Regions from separate parts of the Sus scrofa genome. Here regions 2, 3 and 4 are each linked to region 1. A link is a contact called in public Hi-C data. All regions are on one chromosome and are shown on one strand. Each heading gives the region's core, a stretch centred on a gene start, on an enhancer-like site or on the middle of the called end of the contact. The rest is flanking DNA. Distances are from core to core; before and after follow the strand shown. Region 1 holds the start of LOC100737875 (solute carrier family 22 member 10-like). Region 2 has its middle 32 kb from the start of HRASLS5. Region 3 holds the start of LOC110255291 (solute carrier family 22 member 9-like). Region 4 holds the start of LOC100513779 (solute carrier family 22 member 9).

Region 1 (5,882 bases), core at 1,805-4,304:
ATATAAATTAAATAATGATGAAAGATAAACAGATTAAAATTCCAAACAGTCCAAACCATCACCATCACTGGCAATGTGGCTGAGTGAGAAACTCACTACGTCATGAGCACATACATCTAGTTTTGGCCAACTACTCCACTTTATCCTGCAGAGTTCTTTTTGTTCCATTTTAAAAGGACAAATACTTTAAAACTATTTTGCTAGTAAAAAAAAAGACGTAAAAGGAAAGTTTCTGCTGTGGTACAGCAGGTTGGGGATCTGGCACTGTCTCTGCAATGGCGTGGGTTGGACCCGTAGCCTGGCCCAGTGGATTAAGGATCTGGCCTTACTCCAGCTGTAGTTTAGGTCACGACTGCAGCTTGGATTTGATCCCTGGCCTGGAAACTTCCGTATGCGGGGGGTGGGGTGGGGTGGGGGTGTTAGGGCCAAAAATAAAAAATAAAAAAAGAGGAAAAATAAAACAGGTTTCCCATTTTAGACAAGATTTGAAACTAGCGTGCCTTCTTGGTACCTTTCTTCAAGTCCAATCCTAGAGGCAGAGGTGGTTGAATCACAGAGTGTGGGGGTGAAAACGATCGGCCAGATGCATGAATAAGCTCTTTGCAATGGGAAAAGCATCCGGGTATGTTATTCTTCACCTTCATATTACCTAGGATGGACCATGGCCCCAGCTCCTGCTATCAACGTATTCTGCCCTCCTCTCTGGGCTTTACTGAGAGATAATTACCACATAACACAGCATCAGTTTAAAGTGCACAACCTGATGATTGGAAACACACAACGTATATATATATATAGTGAAATGTTCATCAAAATAAGGTTAGTTAACATATCCTTCACCTCACATTATTAGTGTTAATTTTCTAGTGAGATACAGTTAGTTTACAATATTATGTATGTTTCAGGTGTACAAGAGTGATTCACAATTTTTAAAGGTTATACCCCACTTATAGCTATTATAAAAATGTTGGCTGTATTCCCTGTGTGGTGCAATATATCCTTTGAACTTATTTATTTTATACCCAGTAGTTCGCACCTCTTAATCCCTCCCGCAACTCTTGCCCGTACCCCCACCCCCTCTCCCCTCTGGTCACCACTAGTTTGTTCACATGATTCTTTCCGTGTCGTTGTTGTGACGAGCCTGTTAAATCTCCATATCACATGGTCTCACTGACATGAGGAATCTAAAAAAAGGACACAACACACTTCTCTTCGGAACAGATATGGACGCACAGACTCTGAAAAACTTGTGGTTTCCAAAGGAGACAGGTTGGTGGGTAGGGGATGCCCTGGGGTTTGGGATGGAAATGCGACAAAATTGGGTTGTGATGATCGTTGTGCAACTCTAAATGTAATCGAATTCATTGAGCAAGAAAAAAAAGCTCCATTCTCGTAGAAACTTTCGTGTGTACAATATAGTATTGGTAATTACAGATACCATGCTGTACCTTAGATCTCTGGAAGTTATCCTATAGCTGGGAATTTACCTTTTGACCAACGTCTCCCTGTTTCATCCAACCCTCGACTACTGGCAAACACCATTCCACTCTCTGTTCCTATGAGTTCAGTGTTTTTAAATTCCACATAGAGGGAGTGTCTGTTGCAGCGCGGCGGAAACGAATCTGACTAGTATCCATGAAGATGCGGGTTCAATCTCTGGCCTCACTCAGTGGGTTAAGGATCTGGCATTGTGGTGAGCTGTGGTGTAGGTCGCAGATGCAGCTGGGATCCCATGTTGCCGTGGCTGTGGCATAGGCTGGCAGCTGTAGCTTGGATTCGACCCCTTGCCTGGGAACTTTCATATGCCATGGGTGCAGCCCTAAAAAGACAAAAAAAAAAAAAAATCACTGTTCCTCAAATGATATCCACAATCTGTATGATAACTTTTCATGTCTAAGTTGCTCTCATTTCTCACCTGGACAATAGTCCCCTCCCCCACATCTAAAATATAGCACAAATGAACCTACAGAGCAGAAACAGAGGCACAGATATAGAGAGTAGACTTGTGGTTGTCAAGGAGGAGGGGGGAGGAAGTGGGATGGATGGGGAGTTTGGGGTTGGTAGATGCAAACTATTATATTTAGAATGGAGAAGCAGTGAGGTTCTACTGTCCAGCACAAGGACCTGTGTCCAATATCTTGGGATATAACATGAAGGAAGATAGTATGAGAAAAAGAACATGTATATATGGGTGACTGGGTAACGATTTCTGTACAGCAGAAATTGACACAACACTGTAAATCAGCTATAGTCTAATAAAAATAAAGAAGGGTAATCCTGAGAAAATGAACCCTCATGGAACATATAACTACCTTTCTCTTGTATCCATATTTCAAAGAATTAAAAAATTATTGTGAGTTCTTGGTGTGATTAAATGGAAATAGAATATTAGGTGCCGGAGTTGCTGTCGTGGCTCAGTGGAAATGAATCTGACTAGTATCCATGAGGACGCAGGTTCAATCCTTGGCCTTGCTCAATGGGTTAAGGATCTGGCATTGCCATCAGCTATGGTGTAGGTCACAGATGTGGTTCAGATCTGGCATTGCTGTGACCGTGGCATAGGCCAGTATTTACAGCTCCGATTCGACCCCTAGCCTGAGAACCTTCATATGCCCTGGGTATGGCCCTAAAAAGACAAAAAAAAAAAAAAATTTGGTACCAAAATTTACTAGTTGCACACATTCTACTTTGCTTTAATCAAGAACATAGGATTGTATTTTGTTAATAATTTTAATCTAAATTCAGTGCTATGCAAGAAATAATTGCTTTGTGTTCTTTCCAGAGAAAAAAGTCATAAAGCAGTTCGGTTATGTGCCTCTCAATTTCCTCCTTCTGGAAATGACTGAAAACTGGGTAGCAGCTGATTTTAGCTTATGTACATTCCAAAGTCCAGTGCTATTTTCACAGAATCACTGAGGACAAGCACATTCAGAGAGTAAATCTTTAAACAGATTTCATTGATATCAGCTAGAAGCATCTTTGGTAAACAATTTTCTCTATAGCTTAGCCAAAAAAAATAATACCTGCTAATTCCAGGAGGACTGGGAACTCTTGCTTCCATTGGTCTGTTGCAGGAGTGAGGTGACAGGACCATTTATGGGAAACTGGTGCCAGGTCACATAAACAGCAGAAATTCATGAAAGAAAACTTTTTCTCCCTTTGAACTTAGCTTCATAAAGTCCATGCGACTCCTCTTGAGGACCACCTGTTCACAATGGCTTTTGAGGAGCTCCTGAATGAAGTCGGTGGCTTGGGGAAATTCCAGATCCTTCAGATGCTTTTAGCCTTTCCCCCCCTCATGATGGTAGTCTGTCATATTCTGTTGGAGAATTTTACAGCGGCCATTCCTGGTCATCACTGCTGGGTCCGCATCCTCGACAATGACACTGACTCTGGTAATGACACGGGGACCCTCGGCCCCGAGGTTCTCCTGAGAATCTCCATCCCCCTGGACTCAAACTTGAAGCCAGAGAAATGTCGGCGCTACCTGCACCCCCAGTGGCAGCTCCTTCACCTGAATGGAACCTTCCCCAATGTGACTGACCTGGACACGGAGCCCTGTGTGGACGGCTGGGTGTATGACCAAAGCTCCTTCTCCCACACCATCGTGACTGAGGTAAAGGACCTGATGAGTACAAGGAGGGCAGTGTCTGGCTGTTTAGGATAATGGAAGGTCAAACGTTCAAGTGTGTAGATAGGGTAGCCAGCTGTCTTTCATTCTTTCAACAAAGAGTGATTGCTTTTCTTTTTAATTGCCAGGCAGTTACATGACAATGGAGGCCAGTGGAATCCACCCACGAGGCATGCATTTTATTATCACAAAGCTTTCAGTTTGAGGCAAGGCTGATGAGGAGGCAAGTAAATACTTGATATAATCTGGGAAAAATCATTCTCCCTCACATGCTATCAGCCTAGTTGCTAATGGGAAATATCTGTGGTAATTAAGCAACAATTTCATGCCCTGGCTACTTGTCAGAGAAGCCAGACGGGCACCAGCGTGAAACAACCACCTTAAGTGTTTTCAGTGGGTGGCAAAGATTGAGACCCCCGAAGGATGCTGAGGAAGGTGACTAGAAAGATTGGCCCTGGCATCATCTGGAAGATTTATCCGAGGCTTTCTAGAGAAAGCCATGTTTAAGCTGAGCCTGAAATGATGTAGGTGGATGAAGTACTGCAGGGAAGCAGACAGTGTGTTCACTGAGGGCTACTGGAATGAATGACTATCGAGGGACTACGAGATGCTGCGAAGCTCCTCGGTGCTGGCTTCCTTCTCTTCCAGTGGGACCTCGTATGTGATTATCAGTCTCAGAAACCACTGGTTCAGTTTGCATTCATGGCTGGAATGCTGCTGGGGGGCTTCCTATACGGCTATCTCTCCGACAGGTGAGTGCCTGCCGATCACCGCTGCCCTTCCTCTGGGGCGTTTTGCCAGTTTACGATTAATTGCGTCACAAAGTAGTCTTTAATGAGTCCCAATATGCAATGTGTGCTGTGGTGGGTTGCCTTGGGTCCCAGGGGGCTAGAGATGGAAATGCAGAATTAGACGCCTTGTTCCAAATGCTGTTGTGTTGCCGCAAAGTGTGTCTCTGTTGGACGGGGAAGTGACACCTCCCTCAGATCTGGGGGGGTGGGCATGTATTTCAGAATAGTATGTAGAGGTCTGGGGCCCTCTCTGCTCCTGTATCTTGATATCTGTTTCCTTTAGATTTGGAAAGTTTTCAGCCAGGATTTATTCAAATAGAGGTTCAATCCCCTTTTCTTTTTCTTCGCCTTCTGGAATCCCTATTATGCACAGATTGGCCCACTTTATATTATCCCATAGGTCTCTGACATTGCTTTCAGGTTTTTTTCATTTGGTTTTCTATCTGCATGTCCCGATGGGGTGATTTCCATTATTCTACTTCCATTATTCTATCTTACGCTAATCTATCGATTACATCTCTTATCATTATTCTATCTATATTCTATCTTCTATCTCTTGGGTGATTTCCATTATTCTGTCTTTCCCTTATTCGTTCCTCTGCATTGTTCGACCTGCTCTTCAGTGCCTTTAATTCAGCTTATGTCTCTGCACATGACTTTTCTAATTTTTCTTGGCTCCTCCTTATCGTCTCTAGTTCCTTTCTAAAGGAACCTGCGTAGCTCTTCCCATCTGCTCTTAATTCCTTCATATTCACCTCTTAACGCCTTCCGTAGTTTCACTATCTCCTTTGAACTTGGCATCTGTGAGGCTGAAGAGGTCTGTTTCATTGTGTGCTCCCCCAGGGGAATCCTCCTGTTCTTAGAGCTGGGAAGGGTTTCTGAGCTTCTTCGTTTTGCTTATGTTGTTCTTCTGCTGTGAGTTTCAGGAAAACCAACTGCTATAGTCTTGGAGGGCTCTTTATATGCGAGAGTGCCCTTGGGTATTTCGAGAGGGATTATTATTATTATTATATTATTATTATCATCTTTGGTGTGAGGGCTGCTTTTGGTTTGGGAGCTTGCTGTCTCTTCCCTCGGTGTGTGCAGGCTGCCATTCCCTTGATAGGGGGTGTGCTGGTGGATGGCCCGCTCGTGCTTCCAGGGAGAAGGAGGCAATGGGCAGGGCCAGGAGCCAGTGCCTGGTTGCTGGCCCTTGACAGTGGCAAGGGCCTGCTGGGAGGTGATGCCAGGCTGCTTCTGGTTTCAGGGCCCTCCAGAGCCTGAATCTTTGTGCCCGGCCCCTACCCAAGTGTCTCAGGCTGTGGTTTCCTTGGGTGGTGATGCTGATGGTTTGGGAGGCTCTCTCTCTGCTTTGCCCTCCTCAGTCCAGCTGCTGCACTTTTCTCTGAGCATCTGAGGTCCCTCCATCTCAGCCGATCTCCCCGTCAGTTAGGTGGCTTCCCAGGTGTGGGTTCCTTTCC
Region 2 (5,882 bases), core at 1,896-4,395, 240 kb after region 1:
GAACAATGAACCCGTCTGCTCAGTAGGAAACAAAGAATGAAGGCAGGTGCATTTACATAGAGAATTTGAAAACAATAGTAAAACTTAACAGAAAGTCAGTCTGGAGGGTTCCTGCTGTGGCACAACAGGTTAAGGATCCAGTGTTGTCTCTGCAATGCCTCGGGACACTGCAGAGGCACGGGTTCGATCCCTGGCCCCATAGCATTGCCAAGGCTGTGTCGTAGGTCTAAGCCACAGCTCCAATTCCATCTCTGGCCCAGGAGCTTCCATATGTCTCGGGTTCAGCTGTAAAATACAAATAAATATAAGTCGGTCTGTTTTATTATTACTGTGTAGCAGCACCTTTCATGGAAGCAACAAGCTCCTCCTACTCAACCAAAAATATGTGTTGTTGGTCTAAGTTCTGAGCAATGGATGTGATTCCTGTTAAGTAATAACACTCGGAGTTCCCGTCGTAGTGCAGTGGTTAACGAATCTGACTAGGAACCATGAGGTTGCGGGTTCGATCCCTGGCCCCGCTCAGTGGGTTAAGGATCCGGCATTGCCGTGAGCTGTGGTGTAGGTTGCAGACGCGGTTCGGATCCCTCATTGCTGTGGCTCTTTCGTAGGCCGGCGGCTACAGCTCCGATTAGACCCCTAGCCTGGGAACCTCCATATGCCGTGGGAGCGGCCCAAAGAAATAGCAAAATAAGACAAAAAATAAATAAATAAAAAATAATAATATTGTATCTGCACGCTTCAAATTAACACGTTCCTGTTACTTATCACTTAATAAATACTGTATCTTACATGGACACTGATTTGGAGAACTTCCAGGTGTACAAGTTGCCCCAGGCATCTGTGGAACCAGCTACACACATTCGTTTCAGGAATAAGTTCATGAGATCTGACTGGCATCTACGAGGACGCAGGTTCTATCCCTGGCCTCGCTGAGTGGGTTAAGGATCCAGGTTCCCATGAGCTTCTGTAGAGGTCACAGACACAGCTCAGATCTGGCATTGCTGTGGCTGTGGAGTAGGCCAGTGGCTACAGCTCCAATTCAACCCTAACCTGGGAATCTCCTATGCCGAGAGTGTGGCCCTAAAAAGACAAAAAAAAAAAAAAAAAAAAAAAGAATAAGTTCATGAGGATTCAGAATCATACCAGCTCATTTTGGACACTATTGTATCTCCAATCCCTGTGATATAGCATATTTCTGCCTTTAAAGAGTGGACTCGAGGGAGTTCCCGTCGTGGCTCAGGGGTTAACAAATCCAACTAGGAACCATGAGGTTGCGGGCTTGATCCCTGGCCTCGCACTATGGGTTAAGGATCCGGCATTTCTGTGAGCTGTGGTGTAGGTCGCAGACGTGGCTCGGATCCCGAGTTGCTGTGGCTGTGGTGTAGGCCAGAGGCTACAGCTCCAATTAGACCCCTAGCCTGGGAACCTCCATATGCCACGGGAACAGTCTTAGAAAAGGCAAAAAAAGACCAAAAAAAAAAAAAAAAGAGTGGACTCGAGAAGTTCTTGCTGTGGCACAGTGGGTTAAGAATCTGACTGCAGCAGCTCAGTTTACTGTGGAAGTGCGGTTTTGATCCCCAGCTTGGCGCAGTGGGTTAAAGGATCTGGCAGTACCACAGCTGGCTAGGTCACAGCTGTGGCTCGGATACAGTCTCTGGCCCGGGAACTTCCATATGCTGAGGCTGCCCCCCCCCCAAAAAAAAAGATTCAAAATAAACAATGAAAGCATAGTGATTAGAAAAATAAAAAACCTGAACTTGAATGACTTCAACGGCGTAGCCACTTGGAGTTTTATCTGTGTTCAAAATTTAAAATAGTAAAACAAGAAAACTGCGACATGTACATTTTTGTTCAGTGAGTTAACATTTATTTTACATAAGAAATATTTTGCTGGAGTTCCCGTCATGGCACAGTGGAAATGAATCTGACTAGGAACCATGAGGTTCCGGGTTCAATCCCAGGCCTCGATCAGTGGGATAAGGATCTGGCATTTCTGTGAGCTGTGGTGTATATTGCAGACGAGGCTCGGATCCCTTGTGGCTGTGGCTGTGGCTGTGCCTGGCAGCTGTAGCTCCCATTGGACCCCTGCCTGGGAACCTCCATATGCTGCAGGTGCAGCCCTAAAAAACAAAAAGAAAAGAAAAGAAAAAAAAATATTTTGCTAAGTTTAAATAGTATTTTTAAATTGAAAATTACAGTTTTTAAGTGATTAACTCCTTTAAAACTAAAAAAAAAATAAGAAAACAAAATATTGTATCAGTAGAACAATTTTGTAGTTGCATTGATTGCATCCTTTGCTAATGCTTCCTTTTTTAAATTTGCTTAATGGATAATTATTGACGTAAAATACTGTTACATCAGGCTGTAACCAAAGGACCCAAAGTTCGAACTGTAAGGTAGAATGAAAACATTAGAGTCAATCGTTGCACTTTGTCGTATTTGTTTTATTCTATTGTTTTAGTTGCATAGTTATAGACAAGAATTTTTTTTTAATTTTTTCACTGTATGTTTACTCTGGCCATTATTATTATTTGTTTCATTTCACCATTATTACCAAAGATATATTTAACACATGGAGGCTAGAGGGCTTAAAATACGACCCATTCCAGGTGATATATATGCTAGATTCTGTCCCCCTACAGTTGGGGAAATGAGAGCAGAAGGAATCTGTGCTCCATTCCAAGGGAAACTTTTGCCAGCTGACTGCACGTCTGGATGCTCCCCTGTCCAAAAGGCAAGGAAGCAGCAGAGCAAAGGTGGGTACATGCCAGAGTGGGCATGGTGACAGAGCCAGCCCTCTCAAGGCCTCCAGTTGGCTAAGAGCTGTTGGCCTGAAATAAATCAAGCAGTGAAGAGGTACAAACCTCCAGTTAGAAAAGAAATAAGCCACAAGGATGTGATATACAGTATCAGGAGTATATAACATGATTTGTATGGGGACAGATACACAGTATCTGACGTAGTAGTGATCAGTTCGCAACGTATGCAAATGTCGAGTCACTACGTAGTACACCCGAAATTAACACTATATGTACATCAACTATATTTCAGTCTGTAAAAAGGGGGAGAAAGGAGCTGATGGCTTGAAGGCATTTCAGGGTCTTGAGGAGGGTGCCCCCTCCTGGAAATTGCTGTGTACTGCACCTTTGGGAAATGAACAAAATGCCAGGTAGAGGGACAGTCACAGACCATGACAGGCTACGTTTAATTGAAGCACATGCAAGCATAGGACAGAAGGGGGTGGAAAGCCTATCTCCACCTTCCTCCCCTGTCATTTAGGTGCCAAACATGAGCAAAAGACAGAGAAGACAACACTCTGAAATAGCTAATTTAAACCTGAAATGACTACAGAGCTGTGACTCTAAATAGAGGTGAAGGTTGGGTGTTTTATTTGTTTTGTTTGTTTGTTTGGCTTTTTAGGGCCGGGCACATGGCATATGGAAGTTCCCAGGCTAGGCATCCAATGGGAGCTGCAGCTACCAGCCTACATCACAGCCACAGCCATGCTGGATCCAAGCTGCATCTGTGACCTACACTGCAGTTTATAGCAACACCAGATCCTTAACCCACTGATCGAGGACAGGGATGGAACCTGCATCCTCACGGACACTACGTTGGGTTCTTCACCTGCTAAGCCACAACAGGAACTCCCCTGAGTCCCTCTCTTGTAGGGTACCCCCCTCATCTTTGGCAGCCTGCAGCCACAAACTAATTCGCAGAGAGGTGAAAAGGACAGGTCCTCTCACCTCTAGAGCTCCTTTTAGGCTGGCTTAGGCCTCTGCCAGGATCCATCACAGTTCAGCTTCTCCCTGTGCACAGCCTGCTTCCTCCACTCCCCCCAGTAAACTTCCTGCCCACAAACCTCCACCTCGGAGCCTATTTTCCAAGGAGCCTGACCTGCAATCGTAGATTCTCTATAACGCTAAACAGAACGAAGCCCACAAATACCCTATACCCCCAAACACACATTTCCTATGGAACAACCCAAGGGGAGAAATCTGCTAACAAGGGCCCCTCATGTAGATCCCTGCATAGCAAGCTTCTCTAAGGAATCCCAGCCATGAGTCTGGACAGCAAGATCAGCTTCTGTGCATCAGAACATGTTTGGGGTCCTCATGGGAAAAAGAAGACCCGGGATCTAAGATCACATCTGCTGTTTCTGCCCACCTGACTCCTTCGTTGCCTGATCCCTAATAACCACATGGTTCTGGCAACCTGGCCCTTCACAGTATTTTGAAGCCAATGTCACAAAGCCCTAAATCCAGCTGTACTTTTTTTTGACTCCAGGATTGTCAAGGTCACTTAAAGTAAGTTCCTCACTTGGCTTAAGCCATTTTGTGGAGGGAGTTCCCATCGTGGCGCAGCAGAAACAAGCCCAACTTGAATCCATGAAGATGCAAGTTTGATCCCTGGCCTCCCTCAGTGGGTTAAGCATCTGGCGTTGCCTTGAGCTATGGTGTAGGTTGCAGATGCGCTCAGATCCAGCATTGCTGTGGCTGTGGTGTAGGTGGGCAGCTGTAGCTCCGATTTGACCCCTAGCCTGGGAGTTTCCATATGACACAGGGGTGGCCCTAAAAAGCAAAAAACAACCCCCCCCCCAAAAAAAACCATCTTGTTGAATTTTCTGTCCCTTGCATCTAAAAGAGCTTACACAGGTCAACTTGTGGCTCGGGGAATATCTGGAGAGATGAGACTTCAAGACATCTCTAAGAGCTTATTGCCCCATATTGAGAGGATGACAGATCAACCTACCCAATATCCTTCTTTCCTTAATATTGTATACCTAGCCGGGTCCTGGTGTTTGGGGTCTGGATAATGTTTTTAATGGGTAAGTTTCCGTGAGCCTCCCCCATCCCACCCTTCCTGGAGCCCAGCCTTGCAGAGTAGAAGTCCTGAGCATGAGCCCCCCCCAGAGGCAGTTTCATCAACGACCTATAAGCAGTTATGAGAGCACCTTTTTCCTATTGTCCTGTGACATCCCAGGGCTTTGGGGAAGATGCCCCAGGCTGCTCTGGACAGCCACCAGTACAGAACCCTCAGCTCTGTGCTGGTGGTGAAGCCTGGTCCTGTTGGTGCAGCAGACTGGGCTCCCTGAGATGCCAGTCTGCCCTCCTGGTGGCTTTCAGCATCCAGGCAAGCTCTGCCACAGTCATGGGTTGGTGGCTCTCTGCAGCATCAATTCGGGAAGGCTGATCTGCACAAAAGAGGTTCTGATGTTCCCTGGTTCCCTATTTCTCCTATGACTGAGCTTTTTCCCACCACCTCCCGTAAAGGACACACCTTGTTGCTTCAGCCTTGCAAGCAATACCGCATTTGGGTCATCACAATTCAGTGTCTGCATCCCGCAGGGACTTTCTGTGCCAAAGGCATTGCAGATCAGCTCAGACATTTATCCTACTCTTTACCATCAACTACCACACAGCCAACAGCCAAGGCCTGATATTGCAATTATATGCAATTAATGCTGCCCCAGCTCTGAGCCTTGTAGGTGACAAGCCCTCTGCCCCTGCCCAAAGCCCCCTTTGCATGATGCTTCTTGGGGCTTAAATACCTGCTTCCCTCATTTATCGCTGGGTTCATTATAACGCAGCTCTTGATCTCAAACCTCCATTTGCCTGGTGGAGGCACTACGGCTACAAACATTTACCCAGTTAAAAGCACAGGTAAATCTTTTAACTTTGGATGGTTAACTGTGGGTGTGTGCCATCTGCTCATGGGGCAGGGGTTGTCACAGAGTCTGAAATGGAGATAATGAACACACAGAGCCACGTGACTGAAAGTCATCAGAAAGCATTTAAAACAGCACCGGGCAGAGTTCCCGTCGTGGCTCAATGGTTCACGAATCTGACTAGGAACCATGAGGTTGTGGTTCGATCCCTGGC
Region 3 (5,882 bases), core at 888-3,387, 170 kb after region 1:
TCTTACAGTCTTCTTTTGCCTTTCCCCTGCCAAATGACTCCTAAGAAATCAAGAAGCACAGAAATGACAACTGGCAAGAAGCAGAAAAGAGAGAAAGGAAATGCCAGGGAATTATCAATAATGAATGGCATTGGTTTATCCAATCTGCTTCCTAATGAAATGTTTGATATCCCATCATGAGAAAGACCAGACAGCATCTATTGTGCATCACCCAAAGGCTGGCTGCCAGTCTATAAAATCTGATGTTTTGTGTCAGAGAAAGTCCCACAAGTTCTCGTTGGTCTTTGATGCTACCACCAGCAGTTGTGAATCAGCAGACGCTCTGTGACACAGAGTAGAGTGAGGTGCCTTTTAGTGGAGAGGTATAGCAAGCACAGGTATAGAAAACTATGGTGATAATGTTGGGCAAGTTTCCTTTTCATCTGACACAGAGTTGCAGAGTCATTCTTCAAAAAGCTCATTAATGTTTCCAAATTGTCCTCATTTTTCAACAGGATTATCAGTGAGCATGTTTCATTTACTCTGTACTATGTAGTATTTCTCAAAAGGACTTTTATAAAAAGACAAATGGAAGTCAGAGAACTAGTGACTTTTGAAATCAAGTGAGGAAATGATATATGGAAAATCCTCTCTCCTAACTGTAATATTAGAGCTTCTTCCTGGACATGGACACAGACTACCCACTAACAAAGGCCCTGTCAACCATACCTTTCAAAGCTATGAAGCTATATATAATTGTTGAAAATCATGTTATATAAGACATGATTCTATTAATTATCTGGAAATAGTATCATAGGATCTAGCCAAAGGCTATCCTCCTAAACAAGCATAGTACATAAAACAAGTGGTGCTGTTAATAGGAGAGAAGGTGATTTGTATAATGACATGGCAGGGAAATCTCTGCTGAAAGAGTCCTCCATTGGTACCTTCCCGAAGCAGTTATTGACTCATTATTCTTTTCAGAGTTATTATAACATCACTGAGTAGAATACGGTCTTATGGTGGACCTGAGAATAGGCAATGTGTGAAAACTAGAGACCTAGACAATGTAGCCACTCACAGAATTTAGTAAAATTGTGTTTTGTTTTTTGCCATCTCATGGACACATCACCCTTCTTTTCAAAAAACTCAAGGAGACATTAGTTGAGCCCTGTTCCCCAGAATCTAATTTCTCCAGAGCCCATGAGCTGCTGTTGATCACAAGACAGAGACTCAGTAGCTTAGTCCCCATAAGCCATGGTCTGTATAGCATGTTCTATAGGAGCTGAAAACTCTCATACAAGGATATCTCAACTGATATTTGTCATTTAGCTGCTATTTGTCATTTATCAAGGTGCTTTACTTCCTAGATACTATTCTGTTTTAGTTAACCTATGGCAAAGACAAATAAAACACAACATCCCTCTGGGCAAGATAGACAGGCCATAACAAAAGTATGACTTAATGCCAATATCTATTCCTTATTCTGGTCTTTGGTCAAAGGAATGTACATCTTTCAATGTTAAATCCCTGAGGGATTGCTTGTACCTAATAACTGGTCCATGTGAAATTACCTTTGCTCTTTGCTTACTCTGTGCCTCAATTTCAGACATTTCTGAAGGACTCTTCCATCTCCACATACTCCTATATACTTCCTGGGGACTCTGTTGCAACAATAATGGTTCAGTAAGGAGTTCTCATTGTGGTGCAGTGCAAATGAATCTGACTAGGAACCATGAGGTTGTGGGTTCAATCTCTGGCCTCGCTCAGTGGGTTAAGGATCCCAAAACACCAGATGCAAAACAAAGACTAATCTGTTTATTTACCTTCATTGAAGCATCCCAACTTTGTTGGGGGTCCCCAAGAACATATTTGAGTTTAATGATTTACTAGAAGGAGTCATAGAACTCAAAAAAAAAAAAAAAAGTTAAACTCAAGGTTATGGTTTATTCCAGTGAAAAGAAACATTAAAATTAGAAAAGGAAAGGCATTCCTGCTATGGTGCAACAGGATCAGTGGCATCTTGGGAGCACTGAGACGTAGGTTCAATCCCCGACCCGGCACAATGGGTTAAGTATCCAGGATTGCCCTAGCTGTGGCTCAGGTCACAACTGTAGTTCAGATCTGATCCCTGTCCCAGGAATTCCATATGCCACAGGGCGGCTAAAAAAGAAAAAAAGTAGAAAATAAAAAAATCAGAAAAGGAAAAAGGCATTGGGTGGAGTCCAGAAGAAACCAGGCACTAGCTTACTGTTGTCCACTCCTGTTTGAAATTATACAGACTGCTTCATTCTAACAGCAATACCTGTGTGATGTGTGACAAGATGCCTGGGCCTGAGTTACAATGCCCCTAATGGAAGTTTGTAAACTTCTGCATTCTTATCCATGGCTGCTTATCAGATGACATAAACACATCTTAGGTAAGGCAGTGTTTTGCTATACATGTAACAACCACTGAAACAACCTGCAATTTCTCTATACATATAATTTTTCCATGCTCATGTCATCAGCCAGATTCAACACAAATAAACTTTGTAAAATACCTTTCTTTTTATTGAGAGGATTTGTAAAGCACACATTTAATCTCTTTAAGGGACTTTTGTGTGACTGAATACTATACTGTGGCAGTACTTTGATCCTTGTAAGGTCTTATCAAATGATTTTACACTCACATCTCCACTTGATGTGTGAAAATCTTCTCTGATAGTAGCCTGGATTTGGCCTTTCCTGAGAATCCAATGCTAGTTTTAACTCACTTGTTATCTAGAAAGGACATTTAAAACCATCATGTCCCAGTTCTTCTTACTTTATTAGCTCTTCTCTTAATTCATCTTTCTCTCAATTTTCTAAAATCAGCAAGAGAAATAAAGGCATTGTCAACATTTTGCATGATAATTTTCTTAGCTATATCACCTAGTTTATTAAGCCCATTTTCCACTTTACACATATTAGTAAGCATCGTGTTGCTAAACTTTCTGCCACTATATAATATGTATCCTCATTTCTCCAGGCTCCAATGAGCTTTTTCTCATTTTTCCTTAGGAATTCAGTGGCAGCCAATTCAAAGTAAAAATTCCATTAATTCTGGGAGTGACATTAGCAAGATGACAGAATGAAAAGCCCTAAACCTTCCTTTGCCATAAATTTTACAACAGTAAAACACCTCTGTGAGAAATCCAGAAACCAGTTAAAGATTCATGCACCCCGAATGACCATGAAGCCAACAGCACCAAGCAGTATTGAATTCCTGACACTCTCCATTCTCTCTGGCCAAAGCCCATCCCCTACACCTCACACTGAGATTCATTTGCTAGGAAACCACCAACTTCTATCTTCTCTCTAGAGAGGGAAATTACAAGATTGCATGTCCAACTGGTTTATAGGGGAGCTTCTGGGGAGACCATCATCTAAGTACAAATAGGAATGAATGCAAAGTTAGGGGTCTCTGAAAAAAGTCATAAACCCTGCACCAGAATTGCAATACCAAAAATAGACACTAGATGGAAAGTCAGGACAGTAATTTACTACAGTGCCAGCTAAGCCTCAGTACCACAAACAATAGGGAGAGGTCCTCAGTAAAATCTTTATATGAGCTTACAACTGGCATAGCCCTCTGCCCTCCATCACCCACCACTCATTCAAGTAATTTATTTGCAGTGTGAATTCGTGGTATTATTTGAAATGAAGCAGAATATCACTTACCAAGAAGAAAGGATTGCATCACATTTTACTTGCTTTAATTTAACTCAGTACTGTTTTCATTAACTCTTTAATAAAAATTTAGTACTAAATGAGCAAAATAAATTATTTTCACTCCTTTCCACAAAAAAAAAATAAAGCACTTAATTTTCGAGTCTCACATATTACATTTTTGGAAAAAGGGCTGTACATACAATATAGCAGGTCACTTTAGTTTATTTACTAGAGAATTACAAGTCAAAGTTCAGTGCTACTTTGGGTGTTGCTGAGTAGAAGAGTTTTTGCAAAGTAAACATTTAACAGATGTGATCAACAACTGCTAGAATTACACAGAAAATCTTCATCTTTCTGAAACAGCTACTTACCCACCTGACCTTAAAACAATATAGAGACACGATGTGAGACAGGGCCAATTGAGGAGAATGTATGGTCAGGATCAACACACAGTGCAACATCGAAGAAGGAAATATTTTTTCTCTTGAACTCTTCTAGAGTCATTCTGCCTCCTATTTGGAATCACCTATTCAGCCTCAATGGCCTTTCACGAACTCCTGGATAAAGCTGGAGGCCTGGGGAGATTCCAGATCCTTCAGATGGTTTTCCTTTGTATCTCCAGCTTTTTGGTCCAACCTCATGTTTTATTGGAGAACTTCACGGCAGCTGTCCCTGGCCATCGCTGCTGGGTCCACATCCTTGACAATGACACTGACTCTGCTAATAGCACTGGGACCCTCAGCCAAGATGCCCTCCTGAGAATCTCCATCCCCCTGGACTCAAACTTGAAGCCGGAGAAGTGTCGTCGCTTCCTCCACCCCCAGTGGCAGCTCCTTCACCTGAATGAAACCTTCCCCAACGTGACTGATCTGGACACAGAGCCCTGTGTGGACGGCTGGGTGTATGACCGGAGTGCCTTCTCCTCCACTATCGTGACTGAGGTAAAGGCCTTATTTACCTCTTATGAGTACATGGTCTGGGTGTTTGGGGGTAGCAAAGTAATGAACATGCTTCTAGCCTTTGGTCACTAGGTAGGCATTCATTCGTCATTCTTTCAGGAAATATAAATCACCTCTCTATTAAATTCGAGACACCTACATATTTATTGAGTCTAATGAACAGCAAAATAGATGTGAACCCTGCTATTGTAATACTTTTCTTCTTGGGAAGACCAAAGTCAAGGCGAGTGACCTATGTAGTGTGTTAAAATGGTTATAACTGGTCAGTAATGCTCATCATTTGGTTGCAAATTATAAATATTTGGAAGACTGATGAAAAACTCCACTCCCATTGGAATTCCCACTGTGGCTCAGTGGGAACAAACAGAACTAGGATCCATGAGGACATGGCTTGCATCCCTGGCCTTGCTCAGTGGGTTAAGGGTCTGGCGTTGCCATGAGCTGTGGCGTGAGCTGCCGATGTGGCTCGGATTCTGTGTTGCTGTGGCTGTGTCTTAGCCTGGCAACTGCAGTTCCTATTCAACCCCTAGCCTGGGAACCTCCATATTCCACGGATGCAGCCCTAAAAAGACAAAACAAAACCAAAAAACTTCTTTTCCAGACTGTACCCCAGAGCAGTCATATGAGGCCTGTTGTAAAATTCTGGCATCAGTAATCTTCTCAAATGATTTCACTCTGTGGTCAAGGTTGACAACCACTTAGCATGATATAAAACTGAAGATTAATAAAATTAGCAGATTTAGGGGATACTTCCTTGAGGAAGTTATGTTTAAATGAGATCTGAATAATAAAAGATCAACTAATGCAGAAAAGAAGCTGGAGAGGGTGATGGGGCCTGCTATATTGAACTTTGCAGGTTATGTTAAGGGGTTTTTATCAGATTTCCACTGAGGGATTTTAAACTGCTGTGAAGCTCTGCTGAGATGGTGTCCTTTTCTTCCAGTGGGACGTAGTATGTGAATCTCAGTCACTGAACTCAGTGTCTAAATTCCTATTCATGGCTGGAATGTTGGTGGGAAACTTCATCTATGGCCAATTATCAGACAGGTGAGTATTTCTGGAACACAGTTTTCTTTACTCTCAAGTACTTTCAGCTTATGGATCATTCTCTCATTAAGAAATACTTATTGGGAGTTCCCGTCGTGGCGCAGTGGTTAACGAATCCGACTAGGAACCATGAGGTTGCGGGTTCGGTCCCTGCCCTTGCTCAGTGGGTTAACGATCCGGTGTTGCCGTGAGCTGTGGTGTAGG
Region 4 (5,882 bases), core at 1,984-4,483, 150 kb after region 1:
CCAGCACTATTTACAATAGCTAAGACATGGAAGCAAACTAAATGTCAATCAGCAGAGAATGGATAAAGAAGATACGGTACATTATACCACAAAATGTTATTCAGTCATAGAAAGAATGAAATAATATCATTGACAGCAACATGGACCTAGAGATTATCATACTAAGTGATGTAAGCCAAAGAGAGAAGACAAATATCATATGATATCACTTTTATGTGGAATCTTAAAAATACAAATGAACATATACAAAACAGAAATAGACACACAGACATAGAAAACAAACTTATAGTTACCAAAGGTGAAAGGAGGGAGGGATAAATTAGGAGTTTAGGATTAGCAGATACTCAGTACTATAAATAAAATAGATAAACAACAAGAAGCTAATGGGGAATTGTACTCAATATTTTGCAATAACCTAAAGGGAAAAAAATCTGAAAAAATAGGTATATATGTGTGTATAACTGAATCGCTTTGGAGTACTTCTGAAAGTAACACAACACTGTAAATGAACAATATTTCAATTTTAATCCGTGTGGCAGTGAACAATCGACTAGAACATGAGGCGGCTCCTGCCTGCTCATTAACGATCCGTTGGTACTGTGTGTAGTGCAGACGGTCGATCCGTTTGTGCTTGTTACAGTGCTACACTCGATTAGACTACTGGAACTCCAATGCACAAAAAAAAAAAAAAAAAAAAAAAAAAAAAAAAAAAAAAAAAAAAAAAAAAAAAATTCAATTTTAAAAAAAAAAAAACTGCTCTAAAAAATGAAGTCAATTTCAAAAAAAGAAAGAGTAAGGAAAAATGAACAGGAAACATAAAAATGACCCAGCCATCATCGTGGTAAATGATGAAAGACTGAATGCTTCCTCCAAATTTCTAGAACAATACAGGAGTGTACCTTCTTACCACTTCTCAAAATTGTACCAGTTTCTAGCCAGGGCAAATAGCAAGGAAAAAGAAATAATAGGAGTTCCCATCGTGGCTCAGTGGTTAATGAATCCGACTAGGAACCATGAGGTTGCGGGTTCAATCCCTGGCCTCACTCAGTGGGTTAAGGATCTGGCATTGCTGTGAGCTGTGGTGTAGGTCGCAGATGCAGCTCAGATCCCGCATTGCTGTAGCTCTGGTGCAGGCCGGCAGCTACAGCTCTGATTAGACCCCTAACCTGGGAACCTCCATATGCCACCGGTGCAGCCCTAGAAAAGACAAAAAAAAAAAAAAAAAAAAAACTCAAACTAATCATATGCCTAAATGTAAACCCCCTAGAAGAAAATATAAGTCTAAATCTTCGTGATTTTGGAATATACAATGATATTGTAAACACAACACTAAAAGAACAAGTGATTTTTAAAAAAGAACTTTGTTGAGTTGAACTATATAGAAGTTAAAAAAATTGTTCTTCAAAAGATACCACAAAGAAAGTGAAAAGGTAACCCACAAAATGGGTTGAGAAATTTTAGCCAGGATATTTAATGTGCTCTTACATCTAAATAACAAACTGACAAATAACTCAATTTTCATTTATTTATTTAGTTATTTGTTTATTTATTTATTTTGTTTATTTTTAGGTTGCACCCATGGCATATGGAGGTTCCCAGACTAGGGGTCGAACTGGAGCTGTAGCTGCTGGCCTACGCCGCAGTCACAGCCATGCCAGATCCTTGACCCACTGAGCGAGGCCAGGGATTGAACCTGTATCCTCATGGATACTAGTGGGGCTCATTAACCACTGAGACATGACAGAAACTCCAAGAACTCAATTTTTATATGGGAAAATTAAGTTACTACACTTTTATATAAACATGTTATACAAATAGCAAATAAGAACGTAAAATTATGTTCATTCTCGTTAATCCTAAGGGAATGCAAATCAAAAAATTGTAAGATACCACTTTACAAACACTAGAGTCACCGTAATCAAACACTTAATAAGTGTTGGCAGGATTGTAGAGAACTGGAATTTTCATGTATTGCTGATGACAAAAAGAAAGGTACAGCCAGTATGGAAAATAGTGTGGAAGTCCCTCCATGAGCTAAACGAAGACCTACCATGTGTCCAAGCAATTTCTCTCCTATGTGTACATTCAATAACATTGAAAACTTAGGTTCACATAAATGAGTATATGAAAGATGACAGAAGAATTGTTCACAGCAGCAAATGTAGACATAGCCCCAAGGTCCATGGTCTAATGAATGGATAAACAAAAATGCAGTTTATCCATACAACGAAGAATGAATTAGTCATTAAAAAAATGAAAGCGTGACCCAGGCTGCAACATAGGTGAACCTTGAAAACGTTAAGTGGGAAAAAAAAAAGATACAAAGGCCCACATATTTTATGAATCAATTTCTATGAAATACATAAATTAGGCAAATCCATAAAGAGACATAGATTAGTGGCTGCTAAAAAGTAGGGCTAGAGTGGGAAGTCGGAAGTGGATCCTGGTGGGTACACGTTTCCATGGGGATGAAAATGTTCTGTAATGAGAGAGTAGTGACGAATGCACAACGCTGAATGAATAAAACCCACGTAATTGTATATTTTAAAGAGTGAATTATGTGGTATGTGAATTATACCAGAATCAGGCTTCGAAAGAATTTCTAATGAAAGATAGAGTGCTAACAATGGTGATGTTTCCCCTGTATTGCTCTTCAGTTCTTCCATAGCACATGGTACAGTTGCCATATAATTATGTTTTATAATATCAGATTGTAGTTGCTTAGGTACCTCTCCCTTGATCACTATAGTCTTACACTTAAAGACCGTGTCTTAACATGTTCTGTATTCCTAGAACAGAGAAGTCCTCACAAATATTATCTGAATGAATCAATAGGCCTGTTTGAAAAAAACAAAACAAACAAACAAAAAAACCTCTCTATGCACTTACCACTGGTAGCCTGCTGCCTTCTATCACTACCCACCCTGCTCCGACTTTGAGTAATTTATTTTCAATGTGAATTCATGGTTTGATTTGACTTGAAGCAGAAGAGTGCCATTTATCAAAAGGAAAGAATTGCACCATCTTTCACTTGCTCTAAATTAACTCAGGACTATTTTCATTAACTCTTTGAATCAAAATTCAGTACAAAACAAGCAAAGCACTTACTTTCAGTACTTTTCACAGAAAAATAAAAAAAGTTTCACTTTGGAGTGTGACAAGTGACATGTTTTGAAAGTGACGGCAAACCATGTAGCAGGTTTATTTTATTTTATTTACAGATGTGGAGCTCAAAGTCCAATGCCACTTCAGGGCACTGCTGACAAAAAGAATTTTCACAAAATAGACCTTTAAACAGTTTTGTCAACTGCTGGAAGCATCTCAGAAAAATATTTCTCTGTGACTTTAAAGAAAACCGTTGGCCATCTGATGCTCAAACAAGTTGGAAGACTAGCTCCCATGGCCTTGCCGTGGAGGTGAGACGGGGCCCATCGAGTTAACGCTAGGATCAGGATCAATACACACCTAGCGTGTAACATAGTGAAAGGAAACCTTTTCTCCCTGTGAACTTTTCTAGATACAGTTATTTTGCCTCCTCTTGAGGATCATCTGTTCAGCTTCGATGGCCTTTCAGGACCTCCTGGATCAAGTGGGAGGCCTAGGAAGATTCCAGATCCTTCAGATGGTTTTCCTTTGTATCTGCAGCCTCATAGCGTACCCTCACATCCTATTGGAGAACTTCACGGCAGCTGTCCCTGGCCATCGCTGCTGGGTCCACATCCTTGACAATGACACTGACTCTGCTAATAGCACTGGGACCCTCAGCCAAGATGCCCTCCTGAGAATCTCCATCCCCCTGGACTCAAACTTGAAGCCGGAGAAGTGTCGTCGCTACCTCCACCCCCAGAGGCAGCTCCTTCACCTGAATGAGACCTTCCCCAACGTGACTGACCTGGACACGGAGCCCTGTGTGGACGGCTGGGTGTATGACCGAAGCGCCTTCTCCTCCACCATTGTGACTAAGGTAAAGGACTCTTTACATCACATGAGTACATGGTGTGGGTGTTTGGAGGTAACAGAGTAATGAAGCATCTGGCCTTTAGTCACTATTAGGTGTTCATTCTTTATTCTCTCATCATATATGAATTACTTCTTTATTGAATGTCGGACACCTATTTTTAATGAGTCTGATGAACCCCAAAATAGATGTGACCTTGCTATTTTTGGCTTTTATTATTAGAAAGACCAAACGTTAAGCAGATAACTTAACTGTGATGTAATTAAAAAGGTCAGTAATGCTCAACCTTGTCTGCAAAGTAAAAATATCAGGGACGCTGATCAAAATTTCTAAGTACCCAAGAGCAGCCATATGAGAAAATCTGTACTGAAATTCTGGCATCTGTAAATTTTTAAACCTACTCAAATGCTCTTCCTCTGTGGCCAAGGTTGAGGACCACTTAGTATGGAATAAAACAAAGGACTATTAAAACTAATAGGTCTAGAGGAGACTTTCTAAAGGAAGTTACGATTAAACTGAGACTTGAATGATAAAAGTCAACTAATGTAAAAAAGGAAGTTGGAGGGAAAAGGGGGGGCTGAAATGAAGAAACTTGTAAATCATTTAAGCTGTTTCAATCAGGTTTCCACTGGGGGGGGTTATAAATTGTGGAGCTCTCTTTTGCTGGTTTCCTTCTCTTCCAGTGGGACCTGATATGTGAATCTCAGTCACTAAAATCAGTGGCCAAATTCTTATTCATGGTTGGAATGCTGGTGGGAAGCATCATATATGGCCATTTGTCAGACAGGTGAGTGTCTCTGGATCACAGCTTTCTTTATTCTGGAGTATTTATATGAACTCACAAATCATTCTTCTATTAAGAAACACTTACCATAAATTACACTGTCCTGGGGCTTACTTTGTCCCCAGGGATCTAAAACACCGACAAATGGAGAATTACAATCAATGTGGTGAGTGCTATTTTGTCAATTGTGAGCACTGGGATACAGAAACATCTCCATCAGACATGGGAGCATTTTAGGATGAGGTTTAGAGCAGAGATGACACAACACGTGGTTTAGAAAGATGAGAAAAGTTTATGGGAAGAGAGAGAAAGATGAGATTCAACCTGTTTGATGACACGGATATGGCAAAAGTGTTGCAGGCTTTGGCCAGGGAGCCATATTCAATCCTTCCTGGCCCCTCCAAGCTGCTTGTGGATTTTCAGAGCATGATTATCATGTCCCTGTTTCTCAAATGTGATGAGTTGACATTCTTATTAAACCTGTGTTATACGTAGCAGTGTGTCTCTGTGGTGTACAGAAAAATTAATCCAGTGACCCTGAATTTTATTTTTGATAAAGGTAAAATTTTTACCATATAGGTAATTAATCCAATGACAACTGCTGTCACTATTTGTGATGTTATAAATTGATGTATCTTGGAGTTCCCATTGTGGCTCAGCAGTCAACGAACCCAGCTAGGATCCATGAGGATGTGAGTTCAAGCCCTCACTCAGTGGGTTAAGGATCTGGTGTTGCTGTGAGCTGTGGTGTAGGTCACAGATACAGCTTGCATCCTGCATTGCTGCAGTGGTGGCATAGGCCAGTAGCAGTAGCTCCAATTGGACTCCTAGCCTGGGAACTTCCATATGCCACAGGTGCAGCCCTAAAAAGCAAAAAACAAAAACAAAAACAAACAGAAAGAGAGAAGGAAGGAAGGAAAGAAAGAAAGAAAGAAAGAAAGAAAGAAAGAAAGAAAGAAAGAAAGAAAGAAAGAAAGAAAGAAATTGAAGTATCTTGTCCCTGACAGTACCACTTCTGAATTAGACAGCCAGCTATGCCACCACCTAAGCCTGTCTCTTCTGAAGGGTGTAAGGAATTAAGGTGCCCCCTTATCATTTACTATCATAATGTCATCTCAGATGAAATCTGTGAATCTGATT

Evidence for each region. A called contact is a pair of places that touch in the nucleus more often than the background predicts.
Region 2: a Hi-C map of liver shows a contact between it and region 1, with 4 times the contacts expected there. The contact joins the enhancer-like site here to the promoter of LOC100737875 in region 1. A contact is called at or near these places in 1 of 5 promoter capture datasets (liver) and 23 of 47 Hi-C or Micro-C datasets (adipose tissue, alveolar macrophages, brain and 14 more).
Region 3: a Hi-C map of fetal liver shows a contact between it and region 1, with 1.7 times the contacts expected there. The contact joins the promoter of LOC110255291 here to the promoter of LOC100737875 in region 1. A contact is called at or near these places in 1 of 5 promoter capture datasets (liver) and 5 of 47 Hi-C or Micro-C datasets (fetal liver, liver and skeletal muscle).
Region 4: a contact with region 1 is called in a Hi-C map of liver, with 14 times the contacts expected there. The contact joins the promoter of LOC100513779 here to the promoter of LOC100737875 in region 1. A contact is called at or near these places in 4 of 47 Hi-C or Micro-C datasets (epiblast stem cells and liver).

What each region holds. Positions count from the first base shown.
Region 1 is chr2:8,748,000-8,753,881 of Sscrofa11.1, reverse strand. It overlaps LOC100737875 (solute carrier family 22 member 10-like), which reads left to right and starts at 3,054. Exons shown (of 10, transcript XM_003480688.3): 1 at 3,054-3,616; 2 at 4,280-4,383. The coding sequence starts at 3,215.
Region 2 is chr2:8,504,049-8,509,930 of Sscrofa11.1, reverse strand. No RefSeq gene overlaps it. Among named protein-coding and RNA genes, the nearest start is that of HRASLS5, 32 kb to the right of the region's middle. Within about 2 kb of position 3,145, at least 4 of the 83 cell types and tissues checked have an H3K27ac peak or open chromatin away from gene starts, as enhancers often do. A contact at or near this core is called in fetal liver and liver, where this site is marked.
Region 3 is chr2:8,572,702-8,578,583 of Sscrofa11.1, reverse strand. LOC110255291 (solute carrier family 22 member 9-like) reads left to right here and starts at 2,137. Exons shown (of 10, transcript XM_021082908.1): 1 at 2,137-4,613; 2 at 5,575-5,678. The coding sequence starts at 4,212. The region is part of intron 2 of LOC110259242 (a long non-coding RNA gene); the gene reads right to left.
Region 4 is chr2:8,600,904-8,606,785 of Sscrofa11.1, reverse strand. It overlaps LOC100513779 (solute carrier family 22 member 9), which reads left to right and starts at 3,233. Exons shown (of 11, transcript XM_021082907.1): 1 at 3,233-3,416; 2 at 3,518-3,964; 3 at 4,642-4,745. The coding sequence starts at 3,563.